3 separate regions of the Sus scrofa genome follow, and regions 1 and 3 are each linked to region 2. Evidence: chromatin contacts called from public Hi-C and promoter capture Hi-C data. All regions are on one chromosome and are shown on one strand. Each heading gives the region's core, a stretch centred on a gene start, on an enhancer-like site or on the middle of the called end of the contact. The rest is flanking DNA. Distances are from core to core; before and after follow the strand shown.

What was found. Promoter capture Hi-C pulls out the DNA fragments that hold promoters and counts their contacts. A called contact is a pair of places that touch in the nucleus more often than the background predicts.
Region 1: a Hi-C map of liver shows a contact between it and region 2, with 2.7 times the contacts expected there. The contact joins the enhancer-like site here to the promoter of LETM2 in region 2. A contact is called at or near these places in 1 of 5 promoter capture datasets (liver), 15 of 47 Hi-C or Micro-C datasets (alveolar macrophages, blood, brain and 4 more) and 2 of 2 datasets of contacts at active chromatin or transcription factors (alveolar macrophages and skeletal muscle).
Region 3: a contact with region 2 is called in a promoter capture Hi-C map of liver, with 9 times the contacts expected there. The contact joins the promoter of PLPP5 here to the promoter of LETM2 in region 2. A contact is called at or near these places in 4 of 5 promoter capture datasets (fetal liver, fetal skeletal muscle, liver and 1 more), 19 of 47 Hi-C or Micro-C datasets (alveolar macrophages, embryonic fibroblasts, fetal heart ventricle and 10 more) and 2 of 2 datasets of contacts at active chromatin or transcription factors (alveolar macrophages and skeletal muscle).

What each region holds. Positions count from the first base shown.
Region 1 is chr15:48,215,875-48,219,043 of Sscrofa11.1, reverse strand. The region is part of intron 14 of NSD3 (histone-lysine N-methyltransferase NSD3); the gene reads right to left. Among named protein-coding and RNA genes, the nearest start is that of PLPP5, 29 kb to the left of the region's middle. Within about 2 kb of position 1,508, at least 3 of the 83 cell types and tissues checked have an H3K27ac peak or open chromatin away from gene starts, as enhancers often do. A contact at or near this core is called in liver, where this site is marked.
Region 2 is chr15:48,131,050-48,133,968 of Sscrofa11.1, reverse strand. LETM2 (LETM1 domain-containing protein LETM2, mitochondrial) reads left to right here and starts at 1,543. Exons shown (of 9, transcript XM_013984075.2): 1 at 1,543-2,045. All of the region lies in intron 1 of NSD3 (histone-lysine N-methyltransferase NSD3), which reads right to left.
Region 3 is chr15:48,244,448-48,247,709 of Sscrofa11.1, reverse strand. PLPP5 (phospholipid phosphatase 5) reads right to left here and starts at 1,656. Exons shown (of 8, transcript XM_005671771.3): 1 at 1,531-1,656; 2 at 1,281-1,389; 3 at 771-861. The coding sequence starts at 1,601. NSD3 (histone-lysine N-methyltransferase NSD3) reads right to left here. Exons shown (of 24, transcript XM_021075908.1): 24 at 2,037-3,262. All of the region lies in intron 15 of DDHD2 (phospholipase DDHD2), which reads left to right.

The DNA of each region.
Region 1 (3,169 bases), core at 259-2,758, 85 kb before region 2:
TAAGGATCTGGCGTTGCCGTGAGCTATGGAGTAGGTTGCAGACGAGGCTCAGATCCCGTGTTATGGTGACTGTGTCATAGGCCTGCAGCTATAGCTCCCATTCAACCCCTAGTCCAGGAACCTCCATATGCCACAGGTGCAACCCTAAAAAAGAAAAAAAAAAAAAAAAAAAAAGAATGTTAAGGAACTTTTATCTTATCCCACCCTCTAGATGAAAGGAAATTCTAGAGAATATACACTACTCTGAAATAAAGCTGAAACACATCCTATGGATCCATGGGGGGAGGGGAGAAGGAATGTTCCTCTAAACCCTTAAGTATTTCTAAAAATATTTCTAGATATTTCAGTCCTTAAGAATTTGCTTAATGATTTTAAATAACCAATAACTAAGAAGTAAAAGAAAAATCCTCTGTGCAGAGGGAGAAACTGGTATGAGGCAAGAAACAAAGGCAAAACAAGCTGTTTTCTAATACCAAAACATAAACAAAGTATCTCTTTTAATGTGTGGATTTATTACAATTTTATCTCTTTTAAAAAGGAGACCTCTATAAATACTGCTAAAAAGAACACATATCATTTACTTCTGGAGAACTTTTAAGCCCTTCTAAAAATCCCAACATCTGACCTATTTAGAATAAGTTTCTGTAAAGTACTAGAAAGGAAACTGAAAGGTTTCTGTTAACTGCACAAAGTTGCACAGTTAAAATATCTGGGAATTAATCTTGCTTAGAGAAAGCATTTAAATATAGCAAATCTTTCAGAATAACTGCCAAATTGATAAGCTGCAAATACGGCCTGTTGTTAAAACATGGGTTTTCCCTCATTTGCTTTTACTAGAGGCATATTAGTTAAACTTAACAAAACAGCTAGAGTTTCTTTAAAACTAGGTTCCTTGACAATAGATCATTTTCTACCTATCTTAAATTGAAAATACCTGTTTTTGTTTGTTTGTTTGTTTGTTTTTTCCATGCACCCAGGGCATGTGGAAGTTCCCATGCCAGGGATCAAACCCAGGCTTCAGCAGCACCCCAAGTCACTGCAGTGACAATGCCAGATCTTCAACCTGTTGTGCCAACAGGGAATTCCAGACACACCTGCTTTAAAGGTTGCCCAATTACTGAATGAAGTAAAGCAAAAGAAAATACTGGTTTATATACTTACTGATGATACTTGATTTGGAATGTATTCCAAAGTAGCCAACATGATAATTTTAAACTTGGTATTTAAAATGTTGGTTCAGTTATACAGACACACACACACACTCACCTAACGCCCTGAGTAAAAGTGCCTAGAATGGTAAAATATTTACAAAGCAACATGGACTTTGCTATCTCTGACACCTGTCTATTTAAAGGGCTCTAAAGCTAGTCATTCAGTACTATTATTTTCTTAGGGATGGGCAGATGGAAAAGACCTATGCTGACTTTTTCTTTCACTAACACGATGTGGCATGAAACACTTCAGGCCTCCTCCCTGTCTCATCCAGGACACAACTGTCATCACTGCTCTTCACAACGCTGCCCTCTACTGGCAGACTGTCCTGCACGCTTGCAAAACTCTGGCAAACTCAAAACAGTGTATATAATGGGCCCAGCTGGGGGCTACAAAAAGGACCAACACTTAATCTTTTTTTCCCCCATCTTCTCTGGTTATTTTTTTCGTTTTCTTTTATGGCCACATCTGTGGCATATGAAGTTCCTAGGCAAGAGGTCAAATCAGCTAGCCACAACCACGGCAACACCAGATCTGAACTGCATCTGCAACCTATGTCACAGCTTGCCGCAACGCCAGATCCTTAACTCACTGAGCAAGGTCAGGGATTGAACCCAAATCTTCATGGACACTATGTCAGTCAGGTTTTTAACCTGCTGAGCCCACAACGGGAACTGCTGGTTATTTTATTTTTTTTTAAAGAGAGTTACAAAAGTAAAACAACTCAAGGTCTATTACACTACTTAAATTTTTTTGTTTTGCTTTTTAGGGCTGCACCTGCAGCATATGGAAATTTCCAGGCTAGAGGTAGAATCAGAGCTGAAGCTGCAGCTGCAATGCCACAACAATAGCAACTCGGGATCTCAGTCATGTCTGCGACCTACACCACAGCTCACAGCAACGCCAGATCCTTAACCCACTAAGCAAGACTAGGGATTGAACCCATGTCCTCATGGATACTAGTCAGTTTATTTCCACTGAGCCACAATGGGAACTCCTATACTACTTAAATTCTATTGAAAATACTTTACAGTACTTTCACAAAATTAAAAAAACTGCCTTTTAAAGCAAAACCAAAACAAAACCAAAATTTTATATTCAGTATGGTCTAAATATAATCTAACAGGCCTGATATGCCATAGAGTCCTTTCAAATATTTCATTTACTAAGAGTTTAGAAAACTACGTACTTGCAGTTAAAACAAAAACCTGCATTTGGGGACATTAGTTGGTTTCTAAAATCTTTATTAAACACTAAAAATTATTTTTTATAATGCAGCTGAGATACTCAGTAGAGCTGGACACTCTGTATCATATTCAACTAAAGAAGTTCTACTTTACAGCAAACTCAAGTTCACTGACCCCTCAGGGACACAGTATGTTTTTAACTGATCAGTTTCCTGGCATAATTAAATATCAACAGCTGGCAAGTAAGAAAGCATGCATCGCCAGCTCTTAACTAATGTTGCCTTGGCTGTATCCCATCAGGCTTTCCTCAATGCCAGAGTAAAACATGATAAAACACAATATAAACAGTTAAAAAATAAGTGTGCTCATTTTGTCTTCTAAGTAAAATCTCAATTAGCTGAAAACTCTGGATTAAAGAATATGATATGGGAAAAGTCTACTTCAAATGGGAAGAACTGTTTGCAGAAGAGAAGAGAGATAACCCTTGAACAGTGTTGGGGGGTTAGGGGTGCTGACCCCCCCACAGTCAGAATCCACTGTAACTTTTTCAGTCACCATCCCTCCCATCTGCAGATTCAACCAACCTTGGATTGCGTGGTACTGCGGCACGCATTGAGAACAATGCACATGTGAATGGACCTGCACAGTTCAAAGTCCTGTCATTCAAGGATCAACTGTAGTTTCATCTTTTGATGCTCCAAACAGGAACACTAAGAACCCATCTATAATTCTATATCAATTTTATTAAAAATGCAATTATTACATTAAGC
Region 2 (2,919 bases), core at 294-2,793:
GCTCTGCAGTTTCTTAAGACAGTAATCTAATACAATTCTCAGGGCTCAGCTTAGGGAGGAAAAAAAAGTTTTTCTCTTCTGAAGATTATATTCAAAAACTCATTACATGATAAATCACTTATCCTGAAAGTCAAAAAAATCACCAGGACTGATAACAAGAGAAGGCAACATTGCTTTGAACTAATGGATTTCAATAAGAAAGACTCTTTATTTTTTCCTTTTTGTCTTTTTAGGGCCACACTGGCGGCATATGTAGGTTCCCAGGCTGGGGTCTAATCAGAGGTACAGCTGCCATCCTACACCACAGCCACAGTGACACCAGATCCCAGCTAGATTTGTGACCTACACCACAGCTCATAGCAACACCAGATCCTTAATCTGCTGAGTGAGGCCAGGGATTGAACACACAACCTCATGGTTCCTAGTCAGATTCGTTTCTGCTGTGCCACGATGGAAACTCCCAAAAAGTAAGATTCTTAACCTTTCTCCTTTTAAAATAGGATTGCTGACATATGGCCATGGTAGAAAATCTAGCTCATCTTTCAAATACTGGGCTTGGAATTATTCATCTGGTTTATGAATACTTAATGATTTTCACTGTGTCTGGTTGTAAATGAATACAATGCATGAATAAGAATATTTCCCGGTATAAAATGTCTCCCAGGGATCTGAGAGGAATATTTTTGCATCTTTTATGATCTTTTCCAGAAAAGTACATATACATGATAGTGCAGTGATTAATTTATGAAATTAATGTGAAAATTATACCTACCTAGCCTTTTAGAGCTCAAAATTTACCATTGGGAATTTTCAAAGAAAGAAAGGTAAGGAGACCAAAGCTTTGTAAATAGATGTGTTAATTCTGGTAAACACAGAAGGTGAAGCCTCTGTGTGGAAAGTTGGGCATCAGACGTGCACAAAGGGCCCTCTAGTGGCCAAACTGTAAAGTTTGGCCTATTTAACATAGTCGATACTTTTGGTCATTAGCTGAAAAATGCTTTGTGGATTAAAAGCTGTCTGTATCATACTTTCCCTTAAAAAAAAAAAAAAAAAAAGCTGTCTGCATTTTTAAATGTGCAGCCCAGATGAGTAAAGTCTGTGGTCAGGCACATATTAAGAGAAATATTCTCCGTGTGAAAGCAATTCCTTGCTGTCTGGTGTTAAAGTAGACCACCAAAAATTTTTTTTCCTCCTAGAGCCAGATGAAATGGATAAGTAGAGATAATTGGGGGGCGAGAACATTTTTAGATCTTTTCCTTTTCCAGAAGGCCCAGTTACCCATCCTAAGAACTGAAGTGCTATGTTACTGCACGGCTACTATATATACTTTTTCTTTTTTACATGTTATTTTGAGATTTCTACAGAAACTACTGATCATAATAACTTAGAACATTTATAAAGAAATTTTTAGTGGAATTCAGACTTCCATACGAAGACTTCACAGCACTCCAGTTTGGGGCCCTGAAGATAGGAGAGGGATGTTTTTCTTAACCATTCCCGCCCTTTCTGCCACTCCCTCTCCCCACTTCTTTCCCTGCCGCCCACCCCTCCCCGCAGTTGCGGAGTTGGAAGGTGGGGTGAATATAGCAAAGTGATGTAATTCGTACTCCGAGATTGTTACCATGGCGACTATCAGACATATTATGCTATCGATAGGGTAAAAGCTTCTTTAATCCGGCCTCCAAGGAAGGGTTTTGGAGGTGGGAGTCCACAGCCTACAAAATGTGGACAAGACCGTTGAGCGCGCCCGCCCTCCGCCCAGCATAGACACTCCTTAAACTAAACCCAGTAAAGGAGTCCTTTGGCGGGTGGAACCAGACCTTGCGGTCCCCTGGGATGCCTACGCGAAGGACGACCTCGCGCCCCAGAATCTCAGAGCTCATTGGTGGGTGGTGTCGTCACTCAGAGTGACGTAACGGATGAGGAAAGAGGTGGAGCCATAGATAGGGCTTCGGGCCCTTCTAGCTGGGGCAGCTGGGGGAGGAGGGGAATTGGGAAGGCACTGGAGGACTGAGGCAGCCGTTCCCGGGAGCCGGCCGGAGGAGGTAGGGTGGGCGGGTCAAGTCCTTAAGCTGTTGCTTGGTGGACCGCGCCTGCCTGTTTTCCTCCAGAGCCCACTCCCTCCACATCCTGCTCCTCCCATCAGCGCTCTGATTTTCCCGACAGTTTCCAGTCCCCACCCAGCGCTCTCCTCAGCCCCTGACCTCGGCTCTCCGCCCCCGCCCCCAACTTTCCATCCCTGCTCTTTCCGTGCTTCGCTTCCTCGTTATCTTACGTACCCTGCGCCCGGCTTCTCCTCGCCTTCCTTCCAAAAAGCAGGATTGCCAAGGCCAGTGCCTGCACCACCCCCGATCCAAAAAACAAAGACCCCCCCCCCAACCTCCGACCCCACCACAGCAAACACAGTCCACTAACGCACAACGCGCACAAAAGCCATCGGCTGGGAAAGCGTAGGGAGCGTTCTGCCCCGACGTCGTCGAGAATCGGAGGCAAAGGTAACCGGGAGAGCCCGGGATCCGGGCGAGAGGGCGCCGCGGCGAGAAGGCGCAGGTGGGCCTGGCCTCCCGGCCCCGCCCCGATTCTGCCCCAACCCCGCCCCGGCTCTCCCGGGAAGTGGTTGCATTCGGTCCTGGCTGAGAGTGCCCCCGGCCGAAACTAGATTAACCGCCGGATGGGGTCTGGTCTCTCTCCAGCAGGAGACCACCCGCCCTTAGTCTGGGTTCAGATATTTCAAGGTATTATTTAAATTGTTCAAAATGTCAGCTCTGTGGATGAGATTTCCCTCCTGGAGAGACTTGTACTCCTTTCCCAGCTTCAGGAAAACGGGCTGACGCTGTGAGATACTAAAGTTCTTTCTCCATCCTATGGCTGAAAAGCGCCATAGTATGGACAAAGATTTTGGTAAAGCTTATTTAAAGG
Region 3 (3,262 bases), core at 407-2,906, 110 kb before region 2:
TAGTCAGGCTTCACCCAGAGCTGAGTATAAGAATAATTCTGGGAATTCTCATTGTGGCTCCGTGGGTTAAGGATCTGGCATTGCTGTGAGCTATGGTATAGGTCACAGATTCGGTTTGGATCCTGCATTGCTGTGGCTGTGGTGTAGGCCACTGGCTCGGCTCTGTTTCCATCCCAAGCCTGGGAACTTCCAAATGCCTTGGGTGCAGCTCCAATTAGACCCCTAGCCTGGGAACCTCCATATGCCACAAGTGCGGCCCTAAAAAGACTAAGTGTTATTAGATAAAGTTGCTAGCAAAACACACACTAACCTTTCTCTAAGGCCACTGTGCTCTTTCCCCGAGAATTTTAAGCAGAGTCTAAAAATGAGGATGTGGGTTCAGTCCCACACTCACCGAGTTAAGGATCTGGTGTTGCTGTGGCTGTGGTGTAGGCTGGCAGCTGCAGCTCTGATTTGACCCCTAGCCTAGGAACTTCCATATGCAGCAGGTGTGGCCCTAAAGAGGAAAAAAAAGAAAATTCTGGCCCTCGGTGACCACTCTGTTGTGGTACACAGACAACTTCCGTACTCTAGACAAATAATCCAGTGCCCTGAGACACACCCAGTGAACCAACTTCTTCTCACAGGTGGAGTACAGGGGTGACAGAATTAGTTTAGGAACACAGGTCAGTGGCTCCCACACACTGAGACTGCAACCCCAGTGAGGGAACCCGTCGTCACCCTTCTCTCAGCACTAAAGGGAGACACCAGCCAGGAGGGCTGGCTCTTACCCAGGCAGGCTTGTTGGCTGTCTGCTGTGTCTGCCTTCTTGAGACATTTGGCCAGGAGGATCAGAGACAGCGGAGAGAGAAATGCAATAACCTGAACCAGAATATGTCAGGGGTTAAAATACAAAAGATAAAATCGCACATAAAACTTCCCACAAGTATGAAAATAGCTCCTACAAGAGAAGGACGGAAGTGAAGGCACAGCTCACCTGTTAGACCTGTTACCCTGCAAATGCAGTGTCCAGTGTCTGTCTGCGCTAAACTGGGCACACAGTACCACCAGGAGCACCCATCACCCGTATACTAAATGACCAGTTACCCCGGGCGCCCTAAAGCGTCCTCAGAACCCGTATCTTGAGCCAGAGTGGATGGGCACCTTGTTCTGTAAATCCGGATCTTAAATACAAAGTTTTAGCACATCAACAAAGGTCATTTTGGAGACAGGATGAGCCCCTCCCACTTCCCAACATTAAACTCGAACGAAGGTCAAAAGGAAGGCTGGTTCTCACGCACAAACATCGGCTTGGTAGGGAAATACTCTGCTTCAAAGTACGGATTCCGATAAAGCCACATCTCCTCGGGTTGGATGAGCCTCTGAAAGGGCGGGAGCAGCTCTGTTACCCTAAAGGGGGAACACAAAGGTGCAGGCGCGTCGGCAGCTTCCCGGAAGCGGGCGGAGCCTGGAGGGGAGGCGGATCTGCTCTCCACCGGGCGGCCGGGGGTTGCGGGGCTGGTCTCCGGGGGTCCGAACCCAAGTCCTTACAGGAAGGCCGCAAACAGCGCGATCCGCACGCCCACCTCGGCCCCCAAGGCCGCTGCCGCCACTTTCCCCATCACTGGATGCGGCTGACGTGGCTGCAGAGAGGAAGGTGCTGGGGTGGTGGCAGCGAAGCTGCACCCGGTGTCAGGGGCGGAGCAAGGCGGGGCGGGGCGTGGGAGAGGGAGGGGCGGAAGTGAAGAATCGCCACTGGCATTCGTCCCCCTCCCGTCACCTCGTGGTTTCCAGACTTAGTACTTTGCAGAGGCCCGGGCCTTCCCTCCGTGGAAGCCACGCAGACCCCACGTTTCCGGATCCAAGTGTCTTAGCAGCGTAGCACATTAGCACGTGGCTCCCTCCGTACACCGCTCGGGAGCCGCCGGCTGTAGGCCTTGCTGGCTGGGCTGGACTTTCTGGGTGTTTCAACCCCCTCACTCCCCGCCCCGGCCCAGAATGGCCTCTTGCCCATTGAGTTGCAGCAAGAACTTACAGGCAATGAATAAGTCCACATGTTTAATTTGGAACATACAGGACAATTTATTTAAGTCGGTCTCCAAGCAAAATCTGAAATCAGTGGAATGTCATTAAAAACCTTTCCAAATTAATCCTCACGGAAGCAAAAAACACATTTGAATTCCAAAGTATTTGTAAAATAAAAAAGGGCAACATCTCAGTAAATATACAAAAATTATATGTTCCTACCAGCACGCACAGTAGTAAGAAGCTTAAATATTACAAGCAATCCTAAATATACTATAACTGGTCAACAATAAGCTATCTATATACAGGTTAACCAAGCTTTACACATTTCACACTATGCAATAAAACATAGGCCAATCAACAAAATCCCCAAAATATCATATATCTTGAAGTCTATGTGGCAACATCAAGTCATTATACAGTAATGCCCTAGTGAACCCCCCAGGGAGAATGAACACCAATCCCTTAGTGTCAGGAGCTTCTAGCCAAGTCACAGAAACTCAAAAGAGATTGACTTTAGTGAATATTGATGCTTTGTTATTAAAGACTCAAGTCTCAAGTGATTTAGGCAAAATAACATTTCACAGGATCTACAAAGTTTATTACAGATAAAGTACAGAAATAACCAATCTACAAAGGTCATTATAGATAAAGATCACGAGGAAATGAAAACAGAATCTGTAGGTATCTGTGTTTGTTGTGCAATATCACAAGTGGATACAAATGAATTTCTCATATCAATTCCAATTTTGCACACACCCTTGTATATAAAAAGAACCTTATTAGCCAGTTATAATCTTCACTTAGCATCGTGGTTATTGGTGGCAATGTGATTTTCTTTTTTGACAAAGGGTATGTGACAGCACAATGAGATAAAGAGCAGTATTAGTGACAACAAAGTAAAAGTGAATTTTATCCAGTCCACTTCTAAACTGTCAAGGATACCACATAAATCCCTCACCGAGGTAATCTGCTGGATACGGAGAGCCACCCGCACACAGCGGAGCTCTGTGGAGGTCGGGATAGGAGCTCGGGCCCCAGGGCGCTTTCTGGCCAATGAGCAGATGCACTGATGCCACACAGGCAAACTAAGGACCGAAGAAATGACTTTGGCAACTATTCATCTTTTCCCTTTTTTTCTTACATGTTAATGACTTGGAGAGGCTACCAAAGGAAGGTAATTCTCTTCCTCTCCCCTTCATACATTAAGTGCCACAAGCATCTGAACTTGTCACTTAAGCAATGGACTGAAAGAGGA